Linked DNA regions of Mus musculus: all the other regions are linked to region 2. A link is a contact called in public HiChIP or PLAC-seq data. All regions are on one chromosome and are shown on one strand. Each heading gives the region's core, a stretch centred on a gene start, on an enhancer-like site or on the middle of the called end of the contact. The rest is flanking DNA. Distances are from core to core; before and after follow the strand shown. Region 1 overlaps Mis18bp1 (MIS18 binding protein 1). Region 2 holds the start of Prpf39 (pre-mRNA processing factor 39). Region 3 overlaps Fancm (Fanconi anemia, complementation group M).

What was found. HiChIP or PLAC-seq counts read pairs in DNA pulled down with a chosen protein or histone mark.
Region 1: a contact with region 2 is called in an H3K4me3 HiChIP or PLAC-seq map of bone marrow-derived macrophages, with 2.2 times the contacts expected there. The contact joins the enhancer-like site here to the promoter of Prpf39 in region 2. A contact is called at or near these places in 2 of 39 promoter capture datasets (hematopoietic stem and progenitor cells and pre-B cells), 4 of 115 datasets of contacts at active chromatin or transcription factors (bone marrow-derived macrophages, effector CD8 T cells and embryonic stem cells) and 2 of 9 other capture datasets (adipose tissue and liver).
Region 3: a contact with region 2 is called in an H3K27ac HiChIP or PLAC-seq map of embryonic stem cells, with 9 read pairs. The contact joins the enhancer-like site here to the promoter of Prpf39 in region 2. A contact is called at or near these places in 3 of 39 promoter capture datasets (the C10 cell line, cranial neural crest and embryonic stem cells), 2 of 115 datasets of contacts at active chromatin or transcription factors (both in embryonic stem cells) and 4 of 9 other capture datasets (adipose tissue, embryonic stem cells, liver and 1 more).

What each region holds. Positions count from the first base shown.
Region 1 is chr12:65,152,703-65,156,979 of GRCm38.p6, reverse strand. It overlaps Mis18bp1 (MIS18 binding protein 1), which reads left to right. Exons shown (of 14, transcript NM_172578.2): 5 at 2,131-2,261; 6 at 3,087-3,174; 7 at 4,150-4,277. Among named protein-coding and RNA genes, the nearest start is that of Mis18bp1, 18 kb to the left of the region's middle. Within about 2 kb of position 2,474, at least 5 of the 459 cell types and tissues checked have an H3K27ac peak or open chromatin away from gene starts, as enhancers often do. A contact at or near this core is called in bone marrow-derived macrophages, where this site is marked.
Region 2 is chr12:65,034,509-65,038,681 of GRCm38.p6, reverse strand. It overlaps Prpf39 (pre-mRNA processing factor 39), which reads right to left and starts at 2,348. Exons shown (of 14, transcript NM_177806.3): 1 at 2,214-2,348.
Region 3 is chr12:65,111,491-65,115,532 of GRCm38.p6, reverse strand. It overlaps Fancm (Fanconi anemia, complementation group M), which reads right to left. Exons shown (of 23, transcript NM_178912.4): 15 at 1,674-1,759; 16 at 1,515-1,577. Among named protein-coding and RNA genes, the nearest start is that of Fancm, 38 kb to the right of the region's middle. Within about 2 kb of position 2,527, at least 13 of the 459 cell types and tissues checked have an H3K27ac peak or open chromatin away from gene starts, as enhancers often do. A contact at or near this core is called in embryonic stem cells, where this site is marked.

The sequences.
Region 1 (4,277 bases), core at 1,225-3,724, 120 kb before region 2:
TTTAAATGTTCTTTCAATATGATTAAGTTAGCTGTATTTAAGTGATGAGTGACGAATAGCATCTTTCTATAAAACATGTTCTAATGAGGTTATAAACTGAAGGCAAAAGTAAAACATGACATCAGTGCCTTGCTAAAGATGTTTGATGTAAATTACTGATCCATGAAAGGATCAAAATTATTTAAAGTTCCCAGTAGTTACATGTTAATTGACACTTTTGGTTCTCCAAAGTGAACGCATTGTCAGACAGTAGGCTTTAACTCTGGTGCTCTGTTCTATTTCTGAGAACCAGCCTCTCCATAGTAAACAACTTGTGCTGACACAATGTCAATGATCACTGTTTCAAGGCTAAACATATAAGTCTACTAGTAGACTATCTTACAGCCTTATCCCCTTTTTCATGTCTAAAATGCAGCATAAATTGCCTTTGCAGGGATTTCACTAATACTGCTTACTACCAATGTTACTTGAACAAATTAAAATTGCTTCTACTCTACGAGGCTCAACTTCTTCATTAGTACAGTGATAACACTAATATGATTAATACTGTGGGAAGGCTCTTCTTGTTTGGAGAGTGTATCATGTAGCCCAGGCTGGCCGTGGGTACTCTAAGTACAGTATGTACTTGAAGATGACTTTTGATTCATGCTTAGTGCTCAGCTTTGCTGTAGGTAGAGAATTAAGTGAATTAATATTTGCAGTATCAAAGAATAAAGAAACATGCCTTTTAAAGACGCTGTGGGCTGTGGTGGCATACACCTTTAAGCCCTAACAATTCTGGTGGCAGAGGCAGGAGAATCTTTGTGAGTTTGGAGGCAGCTTGATCTACATAGTTCGAAGATAGCAGGGGCTATGTAGAGAGACCATATCTTAAACAACACCAGGACCAAAATAACAACCCAAAAAAACAAACAACAACAACAAAAAAACCTCACACCTCCCCTCAAACCACAATAAAGCAAAAAAAAAGTATTATGGTATAGTGTCATCAGTTTAATCCTAATTTATTTAATTGAGAGAACTTTTTTATAGCATGAGTATGTTTACTATCTGTTATATGAAAAATGCTTTGCACTTAGCTACTAGTTTCATTTAGTGATGTATGAAGAGTAGATTTCTAGGTCAGTGATTTGCTACTTTGTTTTCTCTTAAGTAGACCCTCTTTACAAAATAGAAGGTAAAAATATTGGCCTATGTATTTATATTTTTAAAAATATGAAAAAAAAACCTTTAAAATGAGATAGATGTACTTGACATTTTTGAACATGAAGTAGGCGGGAGGGAGTTGGGTGCACATGTAATCTGTAATCTCAGGTAGTTGGAGGATGTAGAAGTCTAAGGCTATCTTGGGTAGCATCGTAAGACCCAGGAGCCAGCAAGATGGCTCACAGGGCAGAGCCTGCTGCAAGGCTATACAGCCTTAGTTTGGTCCCCAGGTTCCATAAGTTGGTAGTAAAGGACTGATTCCCAGAAGCTATTTCTGGCTCTATATGAATTCCATGGTGTGCACACAAATATGTGGGAAAAAAATCCCAGAAAGACAGTATCTGAATAAACAAAAATAGCATTTCTACAAAAAGCCAACAAAAATGTGAAGGGCCACCAAAATCTTTGAAGGCTTAGGAACTATTAAGCTGAAATGTCAGATGTTGCCATCAGGAAATGTTTGTTGACAGTTTTTCTTTCCTTGCTAATGCTATATCTTATATCAGGTATATAGATTGATTGACCACAGTATAGTTTCTTGGCATAGACTCTGAGGATCACATTAGCCAAGCAGTTGAATTCTGTACTGGTTAGTCCTCAGATGTTTTGTAATTAGATTAATAATGCTGTTATTGTTGTGATAGCTAAGAGTACAGAATGAATACTTCCTTTTTGAAGTGGAGAGTGACATCAAGATTGCATCTCACTATGAAGCCCTCGTTGGCATGGAACTTAGTATGTAGAACAAGCTGGTCTCAAACCTAGAGCACTCCTCCTGCTTTTATATACAAGGTGTTGAGATTACACATAACTGGCTCACACCCAGTCCTTCATTATAAGTTTGTATGCTTCTATGTGTATATACAGTTCCTAGTAAAGTATAAATACTTTGACCTTATTAAACTTATTCTTTTCCCCCCCTAGAGATATGACTGATGTTTATTGGCATAGCAATGTAATTATAGAGCGGATTAAACACAATGAACTTAGGACCTTATCAGGCAACATTTATATCTTAAAAGGATTGATAGACTCGGTCTCCATGAAAGAAGCAGGTAAGTGGGCATCATTATTAGTTAAATCTTTCTATAGCCTCTCCTCTTTCCTAAATAAATCCCAGGATCATAAATTGACCCGACCCCTTGTAGTGTCCCACACAATCACGACTTTTATTACTCATTTCAGTATATGCCTAGTACTGACTCTTCATTACAGTTCAGCTTTGCTTGTCTTATTTCACAAACAAACCAGCTCTCTGTCACAAGGCTTTTCATTTCCTATTTTTAATATTTGGATTCCATTTTCCCATATGACTCATTCCCTCAGGTTCCTATGCCCTGGCTTTCTATGTCAGTAGAATTTCCCTGACTACCTCCTTTTGAAATTGCTGTCTTCTCCTTTTCTCCTATGAATATGTTTAACTACTTTTTCTGTGATATCAATCTAGCAAAGAATTTTACTTTCTGCATTTGCTTCTTCTCTTATATAATAGAAATTCAGTGTGTAATGATGGGGATTTTATTTCCCTAACTAATGGGTCCTCAGTACTCTAGCAGTACTTAGCATATAGTGAATCAGAAGTACACATTTTGCCAGGCATGGTGGCGCACGCCTTTAATCCCAGCACTCAGGAGGCAGAGGCAGGCAGATTTCTGAGTTCGAGGCCAGCCTGGTCTACAGAGTGAGTTCCAGGACAGCCAAGGGCTACACAGAGAAACCCTGTCTCGAAAAACAAACAACAACAACAAGAAAGAAGTACATATTTCTTGACTGACAGTGAATTAGAGAGACCTCTTTAAAAGCCTAGGCTTTTGGATAATTTCATTTTCTATTTTTTAAATTAAAATAATTTTGTATTTGTTTTGCTCATTGTTAAATAGGATATCCCTGTTATCTCACAAGAAAATTTATGTTTGGATTTCCCCACAACTGGAAGGAACACATTGATAAATTTCTAGAACAATTAAGGTAAACTGTCTAAATTTTTAAAAATCAGCTTTTCAAGGTATAAGTTATGGTCCCTAAAATGTACTCATTTTAGATAAAAAAATATACTGTGCCTTTTCAAATTCATGTTTATGTAACCGATGTAATGTGGTTTTGCTGGGTTTTTGTGTTTGTGTGATAGTTTTGAAGATTTTTGTGATTTTAGGGGTTTTAGAAATAATAAACCTTTATTAGACTTTCTGTCATGTTGAGTAAATTGAAAAAGAAAATAAAATTGGAGACACATTTCTAAGGAGAATTCATCAATCGCCTACCCTTTGGATGGCGTGTAGTTGTTAAATATTGGACTGAAATTCTTGATTCGTTTTTCTCCGTTAATTTTCATTAGTTTTTGAGTACCTACCAGGTACTTAGCAGACACTGAGAGAAAAATTTTATAAATTCTTGTTCTTCAGGAGATAGTAGGAGATAGAGAGTTTTAAACTTCATCTGAGTACAGGTATTGTATAATAAGAACTGGTGACTATTTCTTCCTCGAACGTGTCAGGTGGTATTTTTCTGGACATGTTGCTTCTTTTCTCGACCATTTAACTCTGTCTTTTCAACAGAAAAGCAACTGTAGGTAGTGTAAATTGAGCATGGCTGTGTCTCAGTAAAACTTGCTTATAGAACTAGACAACTTCCCAATAGTGCTTTTTAATCCTGGCCTCACATTTACTAGGTAAGTACTTTATTTCTGGACACTCATTGTCATGTAGTTTTCTTAAATAAGATTACATATTTTTGTTTGTTTGTCTTTTAAAAATATTTGCTTTGAGAAGGGTCTCATGTAACAGGTTAACCTCAGTATGTAGCCCAGTCTGGCCTTGAGCTCTGTGATTATCCTGTTGGTGGGGATGCGCTCTTCTCTTCTCTTCTTCTCTTTTCTTTCATCCTTTTTTTAATTGTTGTTGTTGAGAACCAATATTTGAGAAAGCAATAACACAACTATTTTAGGGCTGAAAAAAAGAACAAGACCAGACAGGAAACAGCAAGAGTCCAAGAAAAACAAAAATCAAAAAAAAAAGATGCAGAAGATAAAGAAACTTATGTCCTCCAAAAGGCCAGCATCACGTATGACCTTA
Region 2 (4,173 bases), core at 1,099-3,598:
AATGTATTGGGGCTGGAGAGATGCTCAGTTGTTTATAGCATCTCCTGTTCCCATGGGGTATTCCCCGGCAGCAATGCCATCCACACTTCCGACCTCCATACTCACCAGCGTTGACAATGCACCACACAGACACATACACACACAGAAGAAAAAGGGTTAAAAAAAAAAAAAAAAGCAGATACACACTTTATGGGCATGTGCTGAGATACACACACAATTCAAATAATAAATACAGCTTCTATTTTGGGTGCAGCAAAAAATAAAATGCACAATGCGGTATTATTGATGCAGATAAATAAATCTTACTATATCAAGAGATTTAGAGAGAAAGGAACTTTGTTTTGCTCAATGTTGTATTCCTAGGAACAGCTGAACAAATGACACCTCCAGTCCTACTTTACCTTTCTGAACGTACTCATTATACAGTTCTATTCCTCATCACTACTTCAGGAGCTCAGGACACTTTTCCCTTGTGACTCTTGCCAATATGCTATTCCTCGGATTAACAAAACTCTTCCTTTCCACAACTCCCCACATTAATGGATACTTATGCCATGACATCTTCTTATAAAATTTATCATAGGGATGGCAGGCTTAAATATATGAGGTAGGAAATTAAGTATGCATAACATCGAAACACAGTTCCTCCATCCTGAAAATTGCCATTTATTTTATCTGAGGTCTATTAAGTTAAACACTTGCCTAACAATCAGTATGCTGTTTTAAAAGTTAAAAGGAATTTTAGATGACTTAAACATGAAACTCATTAAATATGATGCACCTGAACTCTAATACTTTCTTTCCCTAATGCTTCCCATGCCTATGCCCATAAAGACATATAAAACACACTATATATCACTGAGCATTACCACAGACCAATTAAGTCATTCCTTAGCTAGCTAGCTGGTTTCCAATCCGGAATCACTCAGAGTCTCAGCCCCGATGAGTCACCTGCATCCCTAGGCTGTAAAAGGGGTTATTACAACAAGTGGTTTTGGCAACCGGTTTTTAGAGACTAAGTAGGATGTTCACAGACATCTTGTTTCCTCATTTTAAACAATTAGGTCCCAGAAATTGAACCTTGCTTATGTATTTACAATGTCTCCATAATCGTCAGAGATTATGTCTTACACAGAGCTCTTAACGCGTAACAGACAATTTTGCTCCTCTCTGAAAATAAAACTCTAACTTTTACAACGATGTTCAAATTTTTTGTTCCTCAATTCAACTTTAAGATACAAATAGCACTAAATATTGAGTCTTTTAAAAATTCTGGGGTCTGAGAGGCAGCTCAACAGTTAAAGACACTAGCTGCCAAGCCTCAAGGGACCACGGTACTCCTGTTCTCATGCACATGACACAGCTCCAGTGCGCATGAATAACACACGGAATAACAGTTTTTAACTCTAGAATGAGATTATAAACACGAGAAGAGTAAGGAATTTAACAGCTGTTGCTATTTTTCTCAAACGAACTATAAAAAAAAAAACTGCCATGGGTCCCGGCCTTAGCTTCCTATTCTTGTCTATGAATCCGTACAGTCCTAGCATTACCATTTCTACCAGCTGAAAATTTTAAAGTATTTCTGAAAACGTTAGATTAGCTTTCTAGTGTTAAGTTCGTGAACACCGGGCATCTGAATCTGCATAAAGCTACACCGTATTACTGCATCATTACTAATCTTACTACATTACTACTAATCCCTTAACATTGGGAATGCCGAATAGTATTTACTAACTTAAAGACCGCGCAGACTCCTGAGCACGAAAGGTTAAAAAAAAAAATCTATATAAGCAGATTGTTTTTTAAAAAAGACTCTACTAGGCTGTTTCCAAGTGTCCGCGTCGCCTCCCCTCCCCCCCTCCCCCCCAAAAAAAAAAAAACCCGCTTGCTTACGCTGCTGTGCAATGGGAAACGTTCTGGCCCTCGGCTCTAGAGAAGCAGGGGACTCAGCCTCAGCAGTTAGCAGCTTCGATAATCCAGGCTGAGGCTCCCGCCCCGCCGCACCCCTGAAGCGAGGCGCCGCTCAAGGTGCAGATCCCAGGCCTGCTCTTCCCAACAGGTGGGATTGGGAAGGAGACGCGCGCCCCGCGCCAGGCCTCGAGCCGGACAGGCGGGGGAGGCCGCGGCCCGGTGCGGCCTGAGGTGGCGCAGGCCCTTCCCGTCCCGGCGCCTCCCCTGCCGCCCGCCTCACGCCGTCCGCCCCCAGTTACCTCACTATGGATGCTGCTCGGTGCCATGAGCCGAAGCCTGGGCCAAGATCGCCAAAGGTGGGCCTGCCACCGCCTCGCTCCACGCAGCTACCGCAGCCACCACCACCAGCGCCGCCGCCGCCTCTTCGGGATCACACTGCGCACGCGCCGGCGGCTCCGAAGGCGCAGCGGTCACGTGACGCGCGCAACCGAGGCCCCGCCCCGGGTGGCCTCCAGTCGCAAACTTAGCTTCCCAAACCATAGCGAAGCCGGTTGTGCTAAGCAGCACTTGTTGCCCAGCGTCAGTCTCCAAAAAAAACCTCTAAAATATCGTAATTCTTTTCCTAACCGCCAAGGCTTTACACATGAAAAATGTGTCAGGAAATGGCCAGAAATTCAGCCTAAAACTTCTAAACCTCAAAACAGTATGGGCTGATTAAATCGTATTCTGCATGTCGAAACTAACCATTTGGGCTTGAGAGTTAAAGGCTCTGAAGGATTTGGGCATAAAACTTTCAGGGCAAAGAGAGGCAGCTTGGTGTTGATGATCTTAGCAGCCCTCTTCAGTTGTTTATATCCTAGTCCCCACTCTTAAATATCCGTTTTTTAAAAAAAAATCTCGTCTTCCGTCAGTAAAACTATAGACAATTGAGCGAGCGAATGTTTTCTCACTCACCGATCTTCCATTTGGAATTTCAGAGAACTCACAACTGGGCTTTTACTCTTCCCTCTAGAACTGGTCTCCAGAATGTTTCTTTTTAAGATGATTTTTTAAAAGATTTATTATTATATCTAAGTACACTGTAGCTGTCTTCAGACGCACCAGAAGAGAGTGTCAGGTGTCATTAGGGATGGTTGTGAGCCACCATATGGTTGCTTGGATTTGAACTCAAGACCTTTGGAAGAGCAGTCAGTGCTTTTAACCGCGGAGCCCTCTCTCAAGCCCTTAAGATGATTTGTAACGGTGTATAAACCTCTTCAACTGCTTCTCTGCTCCCAAATAGCCAACTCCTCCCCGTTGGGCATGAAATAGTCACGCTTTTCCCTTTACCTCTTAATTGGGCAGTTTTGTATTCTCTAACAATCAGCAACTTGCCAGGCGTGGTGGCGAACACCTTTAATCCCAGCACTCCAGAGACAGAGGCAGGCAGATTTCTGAGTCCGAGGCCAGCCTGGTCTACAAAGTGAGTTCCAGGACAGCCAAGGATCACAGAGAAACACTGTCTTGAAAAACAAACAAACAAAACAACAACAACAAAAACCCAGCAACTTTTAAACGTATACCATCTGAAAGGGCAGTCAAGAGAGGGCATTGTTTTTTTAAAGATGTATTTATTTTTATGCATGTGTCTGCCTGTGTATGTATGTATGTATGTGAACCAAATGCTTGCATTCCTATGGTCAGGGCAGTCTTTAACAATCACATCAACTCTCTCACTGTTTTACCTTCCCAAACTCCTAATTCACTGCTCAAGAATTCTTATGTATTCTATTTGATTTGACTAAAGTGTGTTCATCACATGAAAACATAAATTACCCAGGAATCATGATACAAGTCTATAATCCGACTTGGGTAGTGGCAGAAGAAGAATCAGAAGTTTGAGATAATATTCAGCTGCTTGAGCTTGAGGTGAGTCTAGGTTACACGAAACTCAAAGCAGCAGCAGCAGCAACAAAAAGAACGCCACACAAACTACTTTAAAAATCGATCAAGCCATAGTTTGCCCTAAAGTAAATTGTATATCCCAGATCTAAGTATAACGAAGAAATAAGTGGTTAGACCAAAATACTGTGGACTGTGGTTCATAGTCTAATAGTTCCCAACCTTTCTAAAGCATCCACCCTTTAATACAGTTCCTCATGTGATGACCCAGCCATAAAAAAACGTCGTTGCTACTTCATGACTGTAATTCTGCTACTCTTAGGATACTGAATACATGTACTCCTCCTGATCAATTCTATGCCAGCCTGCTCTGTTCTC
Region 3 (4,042 bases), core at 1,278-3,777, 77 kb before region 2:
TATTGCTTTATTATAAGTGCCTCTAAGGATTGATTTTGACATACAGCTAAGTTAGATTCTTCACCAGTCCTAGGCAGTCCTTGAGCTGACCCTGAGCATAGATAGCTGAGCCACTGCCCTACACAGGAATTTACAATGACCTAGGAAGAAGGAAGGTTGTGGTCTAAGAAGGAACTAGAGTAAATACTTAGAACTATAGATAGCTGAATTACACCGATACACAGGAATTTACAATGGCCTACGGGGAAGGTGGACTATACAATAGACTAGAATTGGAACTATGGCAAGGGCATGAAGCCCTTGCCCCTGGCTTTTAAGATTAAACAGACCTTAGGTGGGGCTGCTTTTGATCCCAATTGTTAGCATTGATTTTATCCCAGTTGTTCCAGTTAGCTTTTAAGTACGCATTCCTCTGTTTTGTTGTAAAAGTAATTTTGCATCAGATAACTTCAAAGTACCTTGAATGGCCTTAATGTATCACTAATTTCTTTGTTTCCTGTAATATAAAAGACTGATGCTCACTTTGACAGAAATACATTTAGATACCACACTCCCTTGTGTCTGTATTTGTCACCCTTCTCCTGGCCAACTCCTTGCCCAACCATCCAGAACCCTAATTTCCCGTGGATTGAGGGGGGCCGAAAACACAAAGGTACTATTTTAAGCATGAAGCAGTTAGAAGTCCCTAGCTTGGAGGAGGCAGGACAAAGTCTGGTTCAAGACCTCATAGAATGGAGGTGCAATTGCCCTCCATGGGCTCTGTGTGAGCTGTCTATTATGGACAGCACCCTTCTCACCCAGCTTCCTTGCTAGCTGTGGTGTTGATCCTCTCTCAAGAAGCTTCCTACACACAACTCCTAATGTTTAGGCTAAAGGCTGCTTTTTTTCTTATCTCAACTTCAAAAATTACACCTCCGTAACCTGCTTTCTTTTTTATTCATTGTATTTCTGTTTCTTTATTATTTATATTGTTATCATCAGGAAAGCTTATAATGAATCCATTTCTTTTGTAGAAGTAGAAATTCTAATCACATAAGATATGGTGTTAGCTATGTGATGGTGGTAGCGCACACCTTTAATCCCAGCACTCAGGAGGCAGAGGCAGGTGGATCTGAGTTTGGGGCCAATTTGGTCTATGGGGTGAGTTCCAGGACAGAGAAACCTTATCTTGGAAAAACAAAAACAAAACCAAAAGATAGTGTCTATTGTTCTACTAAGCATATACCTGTAAGATCAAATATACTAATTTTTTCTTCTGTGCATGCTTTTTCTTATATTACTTATCCTAAAACAATTTAGGTTACTGTGGCTGAAAAGATGACTCAGTGGTTAAGAGTACACACTGCTCTTCCAAGGACCCGAGTCTGCTTCCCAGCACCCGTGCTGGGTGGCTCCAACCATTGTAATTTCAGCTCCAGGGCCTCTGATGACCTTTCTTGCCTCCCAGAGACAGGCACAGACACAAATAGACACCCCCACACCCCTAGGAATAAAAACGCCTGTAATTTACTTACCCTGAGAACTCTGGGTTTTTTTACAGCATGAATGGGTGAGTCAACTTCGTTGTTTTTCTGATCCTGGATGAAACAGACAAACAGTTTAAGATATAACACAGTCAGGAAGCGGGAGCATGGCTTCACTGACTGCAGCACTGTGGGGAAGGAATGACTTACCTCCGGGGACTTTAGGACATTTCTTTTTGGTTTTTTAGTTTTTCTCAGGAAAACATCATCTTCGCTTTCACTAGTTAAGTGTTCAACTATAATTGAAAAATGAATCTGGTCAATAGTTAAAGTTACTCTATCACAATCATATTACTGATTACCATAATAAAAATGTCCTAAATTTCTTAATCTTCCAAAGACAAACAGACATGTGACATATGTTCACAAAGATGTGTGTGTGTATACACATACATACACACACACATACACATATACATAAACTTTACAGTATTTTAAAAAAAAGAACAGAGAAGAATAAAAGACATTAGTTTGCTGATAAATACATATTTAAGAGCCTGGAGAGATAGCTTAGTAGTTAGAGCATTAGCTGCTCTTACAGAGGACCAGGGTTCAGTTCCCAGCACCCACATGGCATTTACAACTTTCTGTAACTCTATTTCTAGGGAATACAACACCCTATTCTAATATCCAAGGGTATTACCATGCATGTGGTATACTTTCACTTGTGCAGGCAAAATACTACTCATATACAGGAAATAAAAATAAACTTATAAAAATATGTATTTAAAATGAAGCCCCAACTTACAAAATGTAAAGAGAAAAAGCAAATGTGCTCTTATCAGTCCATCATGCCTTTTTTTTTTTTTTAAATGAAACATTTACCATGTGTGGGACATTCGTAAGGCACAGCACACATAGGGAGATCAGAGAACAGCCTGTGGAGTCTCTTCCCTACTCTTCCTAGCTGATCACAATTTCTCTTTCCCCTTCAGTGTAGGATAGACTTAGTTCCTAACAAAAGCCTTCAGTGGAGCTGGGGTGTGGGATGTGGTGGGTGTAGCTCAGTTGGCTCAGCATGCACAAAGCTTTCTTGATTTCCATCCCCAGCACTAACAAACTGGGAGTGGTGCTAAATAAATCTGCTATGGCTGCCCAAGCCAGCAATCCCAGGATCAGAGAGCTGGGTAGGAGTGAAACTTCAAGGTCATCCTCTGCTACACAGGGAATTCAAGGGTAGCCTGGGTTCACTAAAAATCTAAAATACTTTTAGTTAAATATAATGTGTGTGTGTGTGTGTGTGTGTGTGTGTGTGAAATTAAGCATTTGAACCCGAAGACCCAGGTATGGTCTCTAGAACCTATGCTAGGACAAAACCCCTAAAAATTATCCATTGACTTTCACACACTCAAACTGGCATGTGTGCACCCCCATTCTACACATAGTATATACCATACACACTGTTGTGGTTTGAATGAGAATGGCTCTGTACTTTCCTATGTTTGAATACTTGGGCCCCAGTTGTTGAGAACACTTGGAAAGGGTTAGCAGGTGTGGGTATTAGAAGAGGTGTGCCACTGGGGACAGATGTTAAGGTTTTTAAGTCCATGCCATTCACAGTTAGCTCTCTGCCTTGTGCTTGTGGATCAGATGTGAGCTCTCAGCTCTTTTCTAGCACCAGGTGTGCTTGCTGCTATGCTTCCAACACCACGATGTTGGAATGTCAATAAACTCTTCTATAAGTTGCCTTGGTCATAGCATCTCTTTAAAGCAATCAAAAGGTAACTAAGACAGGGCTGGAGAGATGGCTCAGCAGTTAAGAGCACCAGCTGTTCTTCCAAAGGACCCAGGTTCAATTCCCAGCACCCACATGGCAGAATACAGAGCTGCCCGTAACCTTTTCCTGTGTAACATCCTCACTCAGACGTATATGCAGGCAAAATATCAATGTACATTAAAAAGGAAGGAAGGGAGGGAGGGAGGGTGGGTAGGTACTAAAACAGGCTGGTACCTGGAGTACTACAGATGTGACAGGTTTGACCATGATGTTTTTGGAGAGCTGTGGAGGACTGGTAGGGGATTGGAAGACAGTAGTGTTGAGAGCAATGTGGGCTGTGGAAGCACAGTGCAAGGATACAGAGAGGGTAACAATATCAGCAAATAGAATAGAGACAGCTAGGGGCACAAAAGTCTGTGCAACCAGAGCATCAGGAAAACTAGGATTAAACACACTGGGACTTCTTATTGGAGGAGATAAAATGCCTGTTTTCCTGCCCAGAAAAGTGGAAGTGGCTTTGCTAGACTCTAGGCTGTTAAGCTATAGAACCCACCCTCACGGTCACGTGAACTTTGTAAAACAGTTTCTATGCAGTCAGCCCTTACACTTTATTGTGCAACTGGAATTGGACTGACTGGACTGAGCTGCCTGCAACCCTTTCCCCAAGTTGTACTGGGTTTTAAATATGCCGACCATGCACTGCTTAGGATTAGACTCCCCAAATCTCTTTGCACAGTTGCTTCCTGTCTGACACCTGCAGGGATCCTCTCTAGAGACCATTCTTGGGATGTTTTAGCAATGG